2 separate regions of the Sus scrofa genome follow, and region 1 is linked to region 2. A link is a contact called in public HiChIP or PLAC-seq data. All regions are on one chromosome and are shown on one strand. Each heading gives the region's core, a stretch centred on a gene start, on an enhancer-like site or on the middle of the called end of the contact. The rest is flanking DNA. Distances are from core to core; before and after follow the strand shown.

The links. HiChIP or PLAC-seq counts read pairs in DNA pulled down with a chosen protein or histone mark.
Region 1: a contact with region 2 is called in an H3K27ac HiChIP or PLAC-seq map of skeletal muscle. The contact joins two enhancer-like sites. A contact is called at or near these places in 3 of 47 Hi-C or Micro-C datasets (fetal skeletal muscle, heart right ventricle and subcutaneous adipose tissue) and 1 of 2 datasets of contacts at active chromatin or transcription factors (skeletal muscle).

Annotation. Positions count from the first base shown.
Region 1 is chr17:11,657,042-11,662,388 of Sscrofa11.1, forward strand. No RefSeq gene overlaps it. Among named protein-coding and RNA genes, the nearest start is that of CHRNB3, 28 kb to the right of the region's middle. Within about 2 kb of position 2,665, at least 4 of the 83 cell types and tissues checked have an H3K27ac peak or open chromatin away from gene starts, as enhancers often do. A contact at or near this core is called in skeletal muscle, where this site is marked.
Region 2 is chr17:11,507,736-11,513,531 of Sscrofa11.1, forward strand. The region is part of intron 2 of SLC20A2 (sodium-dependent phosphate transporter 2); the gene reads right to left. Among named protein-coding and RNA genes, the nearest start is that of SLC20A2, 39 kb to the right of the region's middle. Within about 2 kb of position 4,061, at least 22 of the 83 cell types and tissues checked have an H3K27ac peak or open chromatin away from gene starts, as enhancers often do. A contact at or near this core is called in skeletal muscle, where this site is marked.

The DNA of each region.
Region 1 (5,347 bases), core at 1,415-3,914, 150 kb after region 2:
GAAGATCTAATACTCACCTGAAGTTAGGAACTGGCAGAGGGTGGAGGTCCCCTCCTTAGGCAGGCCCACTGGAATTGCCTGGGCCCTCATTAAACCCATAGCCCCCAACTTACAACCAAGATAGAGGCTAGGACAGAACAGGGTATGTCAACACCAAGAGCAGTCCTTACGGGAGTTCCCACTGTAGCACAGTGGGTTAAGGATCTGACTGCAACAGCTTGGGTCACTGCGGAGGGTCAGGTTCAATCCCCAGCCTGAGTGCCGTGGGTTAAGGAACTGGACTTGCCGTACCTGAGACATAGGTCGCAGCTCTGGCTCGGATTGGATACCTGCCACAGAAATTCCATATGCCATGGGTGCAGTCCTTACTGAGACAGACCTTGAATGCTCAAGCCACGAAAGGAACCGCTACCCCTGTGTTGCACATGACTGAACCTTGCAGACATGGTGTTCGTTGCAAGACAGAAATGCTGATGGGGAATTCCCGTCGTGGCTCAGTGGTTAACGAATCCGATGAGGAACCATGAGGTTGTAGGTTCGATCCCTGCCCTTGCTCAGTGGGTTACGGATCCGGCGTTGCCGTGAGCTGTGGTGTAGGTTGCAGACGCGGCTCGGATCCTGCGTTGCTGTGGCTCTGGCATAGGCCGGTGGCTACAGCTCTGATTGGACCCCTAGCCTGGGAACCTCCATATGCTGTGGGACGGCCCAAGAAAAGACAAAAAAAAAAAAAAAAAAAGAAAAGAAATGCTGATGGAGGAGGAGTATGGGGTCCAAGGACAGAGCTAGTGGGGGTGGTGGGGGCCCCATGGCAGCCCTGAGGGAACCAAGGCCTCTACCTGGTTGCCGTTCCCACTGTTTTGAGAGCAGCAGGACAGGCCGGGCCAGGACTAGGGCAGGCAAACGAGGCACTCATCTTGGGCCCCAAATCAAACTGGGTGCCAAAATTCCAGTAATTTATACAAACCATTGTTTTCAAAATTTTTAATGTTTAAATAATTATGGCCTCACAGGAAGTTGCAACAACGGCTCTGTGCTGAACGTTTGTATACCTTGCAGTACAGTATCAAAACCAGGAGACTGACCATTGTCGCTAACTAGACGGTGGTCTTAAATTATTTATTTATTTATGTATTTTTGCTTTTTAGGGCCGCACCCGTGGCATATGGGAGTTCCCAGGCTAGGGGTCAAATTGGAGCTGTAGCCACTGTCCTAGGCCACAGCCACGGCAATGCCAGGTCTGAGTCACGTCTGTGTCCTACACGACAGCTCACAGCAATGCCGGATTCTCAATCTACTGACGGAGGCCAGGGATTGAACCTACGTCCTCATGGATCTGTCTGGTTTGCTACTGCTGAGCCACATCGGGAACTCCAATTATTTATGTAGGTATGTATGTACGTGTTTTCTTTTTAGGGCCACACCCACGACATATGAAAGTTCCCAGGCTAGGGGTCTAATTGGAGCTGCAGCTGCGGCCTACACCATAGCAACAGCAATGCAGGATCTGAGCTGCATCTGTGACCACAGCTTATGCAACGCCGGATCCTTTACTCACTGAGTGAGGCCAGGGATTGAACCTAATTCTCATGGATACTAGTCAGATTTGTTTCTGCTGAACCACGATGGGAACTCCCTTTTATTTATTTTTAAACTTTGTTGAAGTAGAGTTGATTTACAATGTTGTGTTCTTGTCTCCTGTACAGCAAAGTGACTCAGTTTTATGTATATATATGTTCCTTTTCTTAGTCTTTTCCATTACAGTTTATTACGGGATACACCATAGGACCTTGTTGTGTGAGAGGACCATTTTTTTAACCTGTATTCATGTGCATGGCTGAAAACTCCTTAATGCTAAAGGTCGAAATTAATGTCAAAAGTCCGTGATGAGGAGTTCCCTGGTGGCTCAGCAGTTAAGGATCTGGCATTGTCACTGCAGAGGCTCAAGTCACTGCTCTGGTGCAAGTTTGATCTCTGGCCCAGGAATTTCTGAATGCTGTGGGTGTGCTCCCTCCCCCCAAAAAACGTCCATGATGAGCAAAATATCAAAATTTTAAAAAGACAGGGTCAGTTAAAGCTCTGCCTTTAACCACACCAGAGCCTGAAGCAAAAGGGAAAATTAGTAACAATTTTTTGCTCATCATGGATTTTTCTATTGATTTTGATTTTTTAACATATTGCATTGAAAGATTATTTATCTTGGAGTTCCGGATGTGGCTCAGCAGTAATGAACCTACTAGTATCTAGGATTCAATTATTGGGTTAAGGATCCAGCGTTGGCATGAGCTGTGGTGTAAGTCACAGACGTGGCTCGGATCCGGTGTTGCTGTGGCTGTGGTATAGGCTGGCAGCGGCAGCTCTGACTGGACCCTAGCCTGGAAACTTCCATGTGCTGAGGGTGTGACCCTAAAAAGAAAAAAAAAAAAAAAAAAGATTATTTATCTTGACAGCTGAATTTGGGGGGCCCTCTTAGGGCCTGTACCCAAAGTGAGTGGTTCTACCTCCTCACCCTGCCCCCTACCTTGAAGCAAGGGCGCCATGACCATGACCGAGCTTTGTGTACCCCTGAAGGCAGGAGTGGAAAAAAGGGATCTCTCTCCATCACTCTTCTCAGCTGCCATCTGCTCTGCTTTTGTGGCCAAGCAGGGTGGCACTGGTGATTCAGCCCTAATTACAAGCGGTAAGACACAGGGCTTCCTTTTCGAGGCCACACAGGTCACAGCCGTCAGCAGTTCTGTCCCCTCCCACCAGCTGCCAGCCTCCTCTGCACCCAGCCAAGCCATCGCCAGCCAAGTGAGGATCAGCTCCCAGTCCTCACTGCTTCTGCAGCCTCCTCCTCTTCCCCAGCGTCCCCGAAACCACGGGCCACACACCCTCCCATGAGAGCAGGTGGCCCAGCTCCATTAGCAGGGGGAGGGAAGGGGGCAAGAGGACCTTAACCTTGAAGGGAGGCTGAAGCAGTTGTTAGAAGGTTAAACTGAGCAGTCTCACTTCCAAGAGCCTATCCTGACCACAGAGGGGGCTTTCATCTAAGACTGAATAGGGAAGCCAGGGTCTGCCCTTTTCCATTGGAAGCCACGGACAATTGCCTTCAATGAGTGCATTTAAAAGGACAATGGGAGGAGTTTCTCTTGTAGCTCGGTGGTAACAAATCCATGAGGTATCCATGAGGATGCTGGTTCCATCCCTGGCCTCACTCAGTGGATTAAGGATCCTGTGTTGCCATGAGCCTGCAGTGTAGGTAGCAGATTCGGCTCAGATCTGACATTGCTGTGCCTGTGGCGTAGGCCAGCAGCTGTAGCCCTGATTCGACCCCTAGCCTGGGAACTTCGACCCCTAGCCTGGGCCACAGGTGTGGTCCTAAAAAGCAAATAAAATAAAATAAAACAAACAAAAAAAGCCAAATCTGGGCTAAGTTTTGTTTTTTTTGGATTTTTGGTCTTTTTGTCTTTTCTAGGGCCACTCCTGTGGCATGTAGAGGTTCCCAGGCTAGGGGTCGAATCCGAGCTGTAGCCACCTGCCTATGCCAGAGCCACAGCAACGCAGGATCTGAGCCAAGTCTGCAACCTACACCGCAGCTCACAGCAACACCGGATCCTTAACCCACTGAGCAAGGCCAGGGATTGAACTGGCAACCTCGTGGTTCCTAGTCGGATTTGTTAACCACTGAGCCACGACGGGAACTCATGGGCTAAGTTTTAAAAAGTGAAATAAATAAATAAAAGGACAATGGAAGAGAAAATCAAATTTGTTTGCCAGATACTCCTTATGTCAGCAGTTAACCAAAGGAGTTCTCTTTTGTTTGTTTTGCTTTTTAGCACATGTGGCATATGGAAGCTCCCAGGCTAGGGGTTGAATAAGAGCTGCAGCTGCCGACCTATACCACAGCCACAGCAATGCCAGATCCAAGCCTTATCTGTGACCTACACTGCAACTCCTGGCAACACCAGATCCCCAACCCACCGAGTGAGGCTAGGGATCGAACCCAAGTCCTCATGGATAATTCCCAGGCTGGGGATTGAATCAGAGTTACAGCTGCTGGCTTACATCACAGCCACAGCAACGTGGGATTCGAACTGCATCTTCGACCTACACCACAGCTCATGGTAACGCCAGATCCTTAATCCACTGAGTAAGGCCAGTGATCAAACCCACTACCTCATGGATACTAGTCGGATTCATTTCTGCTGTGCCACAGTGGGAACTCCATCAAGTCCTTGTCTTTTTCTTTTCTGCCTGTTGCCAAAACTCATCCTCTGTCACCAGTGCCAAATAGAAACACAGAGACAGGGTTTTGGGTGAAGGAGAAAAAAGTAACTTTATTGCTTAGCCAGGCAAAGGGCTAATGCCCTAAAGACTGTGCTCCCCCTTTAGAGATTAGGAGGTGATTTTACAGTTTGGGAGTGGGAAATAGGGCCATGGATAAGGATCAGGGGGGAGGCAAGCTGTCATTCTTCATAGTTGGCCCCTGGACTGGTTCTGCTGGTCCCCCTCTCCTGTTTTCATTTGTTGGGGGTTTTAGTTCCACAGGAAGGCTCAAAGATGTTTTATGTATATTCCTTGAAGAGGAACCAGGACCCTGCCCCAAGCTGCTTTGTTGTTTCTTGACTTTTCCTCCCGATTATCAACTCTTTGAACCTGCCCTTTGGAACTCAGAGAAGGCCATGGAGGCTTAAGCTTATTCCCTAAAAGCAAGAAATGGGGGACCCTGAAAAGCCTGTGTACCCAGACGCCCCACAGAGTCCTGCTTGGTTTCATGCCCACACTTTTTCCATGGTGATGTCAGCCCTGCTACATCTGCCTGCCTGAAGTCTTGCATTTTCACTGGGAGTCTCAAATCCAACACATGTAACATGAAACTTATCATCTTCTATCAAAAATAAATCTTCCGAAATGGAGATCCTATTTTGGAAATGTGTCTGTTGCTTTTCCCCACTACAACCCCTGGTGTGCGGTTTCTGACCACTGATTTGCTTCTGGGAGGGTTAGGCTTGTTGTGGGAAGAATGCAAACAGGGGGAGGATACGGGTCAGCTTTTGGGATCTAGAGCAGTCTCACATAAACAATCATTTATTATGGAAAATCCCAAACAGAGGCAAAAGCAGGCAGAAGAAAATGCAATCCTTTGTGTACTGTACCCAGCTTCAACAGTTATCAACCTGTGATCAATTGTGTTTATCTAAACCCCCTACTGTTAAAAGCCAGCAGGAAGGACCCTGGGGCTCCTGGGCACAAAAGCCTATGTTCCTCATCGCCATTTAGGAAATAGGCTTCATTCAGCCTCCTTGACCTACCTAGAGTTCAAACAATTGCTAATCAGAGAAGGGAGGGGATGCAGAGACCTGGGAGG
Region 2 (5,796 bases), core at 2,811-5,310:
ACATCTTAGCACAGGCATCATTTTTCAACCCTTTAGTCATTTCTGAGCTTCTCTGTTGCAGTCTCTCCAAGGTTCTCTCAGTTGTGGATCCGTGGAATGAGACCCAGAACCTTAGTCAGCGATGGGATGAGCTTGAGTATAAAGGGAAAATGACTCACAGATTCATACCCGTCCTCCTATTTATTAATCTCCAATACCCGAGCTCACCTTTTTTACTGCCTCTGATTCACAGCCTTCTGACTCCTCTGAGAGCTGCAATAACGCTGAGTTGGCCTTCGAAACACCTTTCTTCTGAGCAGTTCAAGGCACTTCCCTAATTTAACAGTTGACTCAACCTCCCAAACCAGAATGGGGCTAAGTAACTAGTTCGGGAATATTTCAGTTTCAAAGGGAGAGAAAATCTGGAACCCCAATTCGTACTTCCACCCCAAGAGCACTCTATGGAGAAAAGACACTGCCTGCCTTTTAGACGCATCATGTCTCTTGCTCTACAGAACAGCAACAGTCCAGGTGCAGGCGGAAACTCCTGAGCCTCCTCCCAGTGCCGGGGATCATCACAGGGAACTGGGGCTGTGGGTCAGGCCCGGGAGGCCGTCCTCGCCCCCACCTCCACCCCTTCCCAGGAACAGGGAAGGCAGTGCCCGGTGGCTCTGCCCCTGGCAAAAGGCCAGATGAACTGAAAGGTGGCCTGAGGGCGACCCCGGACCTTCCCTGCTCACCCTGTTCTCCTCTCCTTCCTTCCATTCTTGGCTCTGCCAGCTCACTCGATGTGTAAGTCAGCTCTGGGGCCCGCCTACTTCGAGCACGAGGGTTCTTGGCGAGTAGGCACCATCGCTTCCTTTGTGCATTGTTTGGCTCTGGGGGCGCTTACTACAGCTGAACAGTAACAGTGCCCCAGCATTTCCAGGAGCCCTCAGATTCCCTGCCCGGGGGCTGGGTCCTACGACCACACCCTGTGCCCTAGATGGCAGAGCCCAAGCCCACCCCCCGCCCCCGCTGCTCCAGATAGAACGTGGAAACTCAGCATTGAGCCTGAGCCCTGCAACATTTCCTTCTGGGAGAGAACATTCCAGAGCTGTGGTCCCTGAGCAGCTCCAAACCAAAAGGGAAGCTGGGGAGTTCCCGTCGTAGCTCAGTGGTAACAAACCCGACTAGAATCCATGAGGATACGGGTTCGATCCTTGGCCTCACTCAATGTGCTAAGGATCCGGCGTTGCCATGAGCTGCGGTGTAGATCACAGATGTGGCCTGAATCTGGCATTGCTGTGGCTGTGGTACAGGCTGGCAGCTATAGATCCGATTCGACCCCTAGCCTGGGAACTTGCATATCCTGCAGGTGCGGCCCTGAAAGAAAAGAAAAAAAAAAAAAAAAAAACTAATTGCAAGCTGGTGATAACAGAAGTTCCCATCCAGCCACAGTGCCCCATGGACAGCCGCACGTGGACGCGGGGCATCCAGAGGAAGGGTCCTCTCCGTCTCCCTGAGCCCCCTTGAGGCTTACAGCAGATGGCCCTTCTCTAGGAATCCAGAGCAGTCAGGAGTTCCTCTGTCAGGGCCTCTGGGGCTAGAACTATTTTGAGAGGGGGAGGATGAGGACGGGAGGGCGGGCTGCCAGGAGAGCAGGGCACACACGACTGGAGGCATCAAGTCAAGAGCAGTGTGCCCAGCACACAGCTGAAGCCACAGGCTCCGGCCACAGCCCAGAGCTACCCAGGTTTCTCGGCATCTGGATTCCCGTGGGAGGCTGAGGTGAGTGCACAGGGACCTGTCAGGGCCAAGGTCACGGCCAGTCCACAAAGCCTCTTCTCAGGAGGGGACTGTGACCGTAGCAGGGAGGAGCATCATCACGGGCAAACAGGAGAGAGTCCCACCCCGACCCTGACATCATGGAAACGTGCTCCTCTGCCTCTATCACTGTTTCACAGCGCGCGTAAATCACCAAGGCAACAGGCTGCAAGTGGTGATGAGCATTTCAGCAACTCCTCCTAAAAGAACACAGGCTTCCTCATGGTGCAAACACCTCTGGAAACTCCTTTTGTTAAATTAAAAACTAGATGGCTCTTAAACAGCTTTTCTTTTCCACAGGACTAAACTACAACGGAGCAGATGAATAACAGCTTGAAAATGAGCTCATGTCCAACTACAGCACACCTCTAAAGCCTGGCATTCTGATGGTGCCTTGGTAACAGTTAACAGAAGAACAGTTAGTTCCTTTGGATAAAAGTATATACTCTGAAGGACACGCTCATCGGCCCTTGAACGGCTGAAGATGACATTACAGACTTTGCCGTTATAATTGCCAGGGATCTGGGCGGCACACTTCTCTTCGGCTCAATAAAAAGGCTTAAGGTTTTTTTTTTTTTTTTTTTTTTTTTAAGTTTCTTTCTAAAAATAGCCCAAGAACTCAGTTCTCTTTTTCCTTCTTACATTCTTGTCCTACTAACTGTGCCACTGAAACATTTCCTTTCATTGTTGGCACCTTGGGTCGTTGGGATTTAAAAATCAGACAATACATAACAACAAAGAAGTCTTTAAATGCAGCTTTCCAAATGGAAAATGGCATCTAAGGGCATGCCTTCCTCTAGGCCCACAGATACTGGAGCCCTGAGGTCTGGGGAACAGCAAAGACACCACCCATTAGAGTCGGTGCCTTAAAATCCACATTCCCAGAGGGGAGATAATTTACCCGTTAATGGATTAAGAAATTCCTGTCGGTTCCCTGTCATAAGCAAGCTGTTTGGCATGAAGTCAGAGTCCTTGGAATTAAAACACTTCAAACTTTAGCAAAGGTGATTAAGACTCAACTCAAAATATTTATTCTAGGTTAAAATCTTTAGGTTTCTTCAGTCCAAATTTAAATTGGCAGCAACGTGTTAAATCAAGAGCAGAGTCAGGATTAGGGAATTCCATGACCTTTGATTAATTGCGATTACTAAATCCATCTTCCAGAGGATGCGTTCAATTACTAGCCAAAGGCATCCTCCTAAATTTACCTTTATTTTTTTAAGAGCTTCTCTTTAGGAGTAGGAGGGTCTGTTTTTAAGGACAACAATCCTCCTTAAAAAGAAAAAACTCGCCATCTGCATATTTTACAAAATCACATTTGACACTCTCATTATTTCTGCACATAAACTTGTAGCTCACGGTAAGTACAATTCCACAGGAATTTTTAACATGTTTTTTCCTCTAAGAGTTAGGTTACCATTGAAAATAAAGCTCATTAACACACCACTCTATTAACCAAAGATTTTAACTGGTAAAATATATAATAATCCACAGGTTGCTTTTGCAAAGATAAAAATAGTAAGAATCAAATACTTTCTCCTAGGCAAACTGAGTAAGGCAGGTTTCTTGCAGCAGAATACGTTTCAGGAAAAAAACCTTTCGGCTCCATTCTTAGAACACCCTCAAGTACCCATCCCAGAGTTTCCAGTTTCCCCGAGAGAGAGAAAAAAAAATTACTGTGATAGCAACATTAGGAAGATTCAAGGAGAAAAGACCAAAGAACAAAGATTTCTAAAAAATCTCAGACATTCACTCAGTACTTACAAAGTACTTTCAAAGGAAATCGGAGCTGCAATTCTTCAGAAGACTGCTCCTGGGATCACGAACACAATCTCAGTCTAAAACAGGCTCCTCTCACATCGGGCGAGAAGTCACATTTCAGCTTACTAACTTCTACTTGGGTAAACAGTTTTACAACTCATAGAACAAACCCCAGCTAAAATTAACTGCACCGGCGAGGCCGGCAGGAACTCGCTGATCTGCATCATGTGTGCGGGGGTTTATCCAACAGGACAACATCGGTGTCCTCTTAATGGGAGATCTGGCCAAGGGGCGTGCTCTGGGGAACAATACCGAGCATCACAATTATGCTAATTACTGAATTCAGTCCAAGAATACTATCTCCTTTTAAGCTGTTTTGCAAGCACCGACAGAGTAAGCTCTTTTACACAACAGGAGTTCATTTGATTTTCAAGCACTTTCAATCAGACAAAACTTTGGCAACAAGGTGGCAGTGCTGCATGTTCAGAAAAGACCAAGTAAGAGGACCTTCTGTCAGATGCTTTACCAGTACTGTGTAAAATTAAGCAGGCGTCAAAGGCAACACACACCAGTAAGTCTACCAACAAATAGCCTTAAATGAGAGCTCTTCTCTCGATACAACATGAACGAATTTTGTTTGTTTCCTGGGTCTGTCTTCTGCAGTGCCCAAGGAGCTGCTCTGAGGTACGGGTTCACTGATAAATTACAACTGAAAACAAACACCTCAAAGATTCCCGAAAGGCCTCATCCCTGACAAGAAGCACTTTGAAGTACAGGCTGGAAGGGTACACTGGCCGTCTAAGAAGTATGCTAAAGCTCAAGCTGACCGTGAAAGACCCCAAGGATACCGCTGACACTTGAAAGAATATTCGGAGTAGCACGGAACTTTCTTTGAAAAAATACAACCTGCCTTTAATAAGAAAGACTTGTGTCAAAGACACACAGCGACTGCTGAATCGCAACTCAAGATGGTTCAGGCCAGTTTGCTGTAGATCGTTAAATTGCTCTGCCATGTTTTGCTCTTACTGGACACTTTATGAAAGATATCAAGGCATGCGCCAACATCAATCAGATCGCCACACATCTCTGGGAGACGTCGGGTTCCCATTTTGTTTTCTTAAATGGGCGGACGTTCAATGACTTGTCCCGCGCTTCTCTCAGGATCGGCACTGGATTACCCCGCCCCCTCCTAACCTCCCCATGACCTATCTTCCATAGTAACTATTTGGCTATAATCCCACAAATCTTTTCAGAGCTGCATATTTTCCTCATTTTAAAATGTCATATGCCAGTTTAGATTTCGAGAGATTTATTTGACTCAACTCCCAAATCCCAGGGCTGCGCTGCAGGGCTCACACCCTGATTCTCTGGCACAGGCAGGTGACACAGACCCACAGGACTTGACCATATCCCTGTGGAGCACTGTCTGCCTGTGGCCCGTCACCCAAAGTGGCGAACAGGTTGGCTTTCACTGGCAAGAGCTGGGGGCCACAACCCTTTCCTGTTGTTCACACAGCCTGCTGGCTGCCAGTCTGGGAATCCACCCCCAGGCCCGGCCTAGGCAGCTGTGACCAGCACCCACTCACCCACGAGATGGGGGGCCGTGTGCTCACCACCACCCCAACCCAAGTCGCCGGAGGTGCCCCCACCTCCCCTCTGTCCCCAAGGGAACGAAGTGGGCACGTATCAAAGATGGCTGAGCTCTGATTCATAATCAATTCTCGGTGATCCGCAGTGAACTCACTCTGGAATTCTTTACGCCAGACTCAGGGCATCGTGAGGTTACTTTTGACACAATTATCCTCCTCATCCTATTACGGCATAGTTCAGCCGAAGAGTTTCTAAGCTAAGACGTTACTTCCTCCCTAAACCAAAAACAAACCCAAAACAAAAAGACCAAAAAAGCCAATACACCATAAATATTTCTACATCGGATTTGGCTGGGAGAGGAACAGGCCGACGATGGCGCCCACGCCCACTGTGCTGCAGGCAGGCAGCACCCACCGAGCAGTTTCCCCGTTCTCTGCATGTCAAATACGCCGAGTATGGATTCCACTGTTTCTTTCAACCCTGGCCACACCTGTTCCAAAATTCAAGAATCAAAACATTCCAAAGAAAATAGTCTATCTTCCAATGTACATTAGTCACCCAGCTGCTTCCTCTTCACCAGCGAGAAGAAGCTGCTAGTCGACTGCTCCAGGCCACCTATGACAGTAGAGACAACTCTCTGTGCATCATTTACAAGCAAGT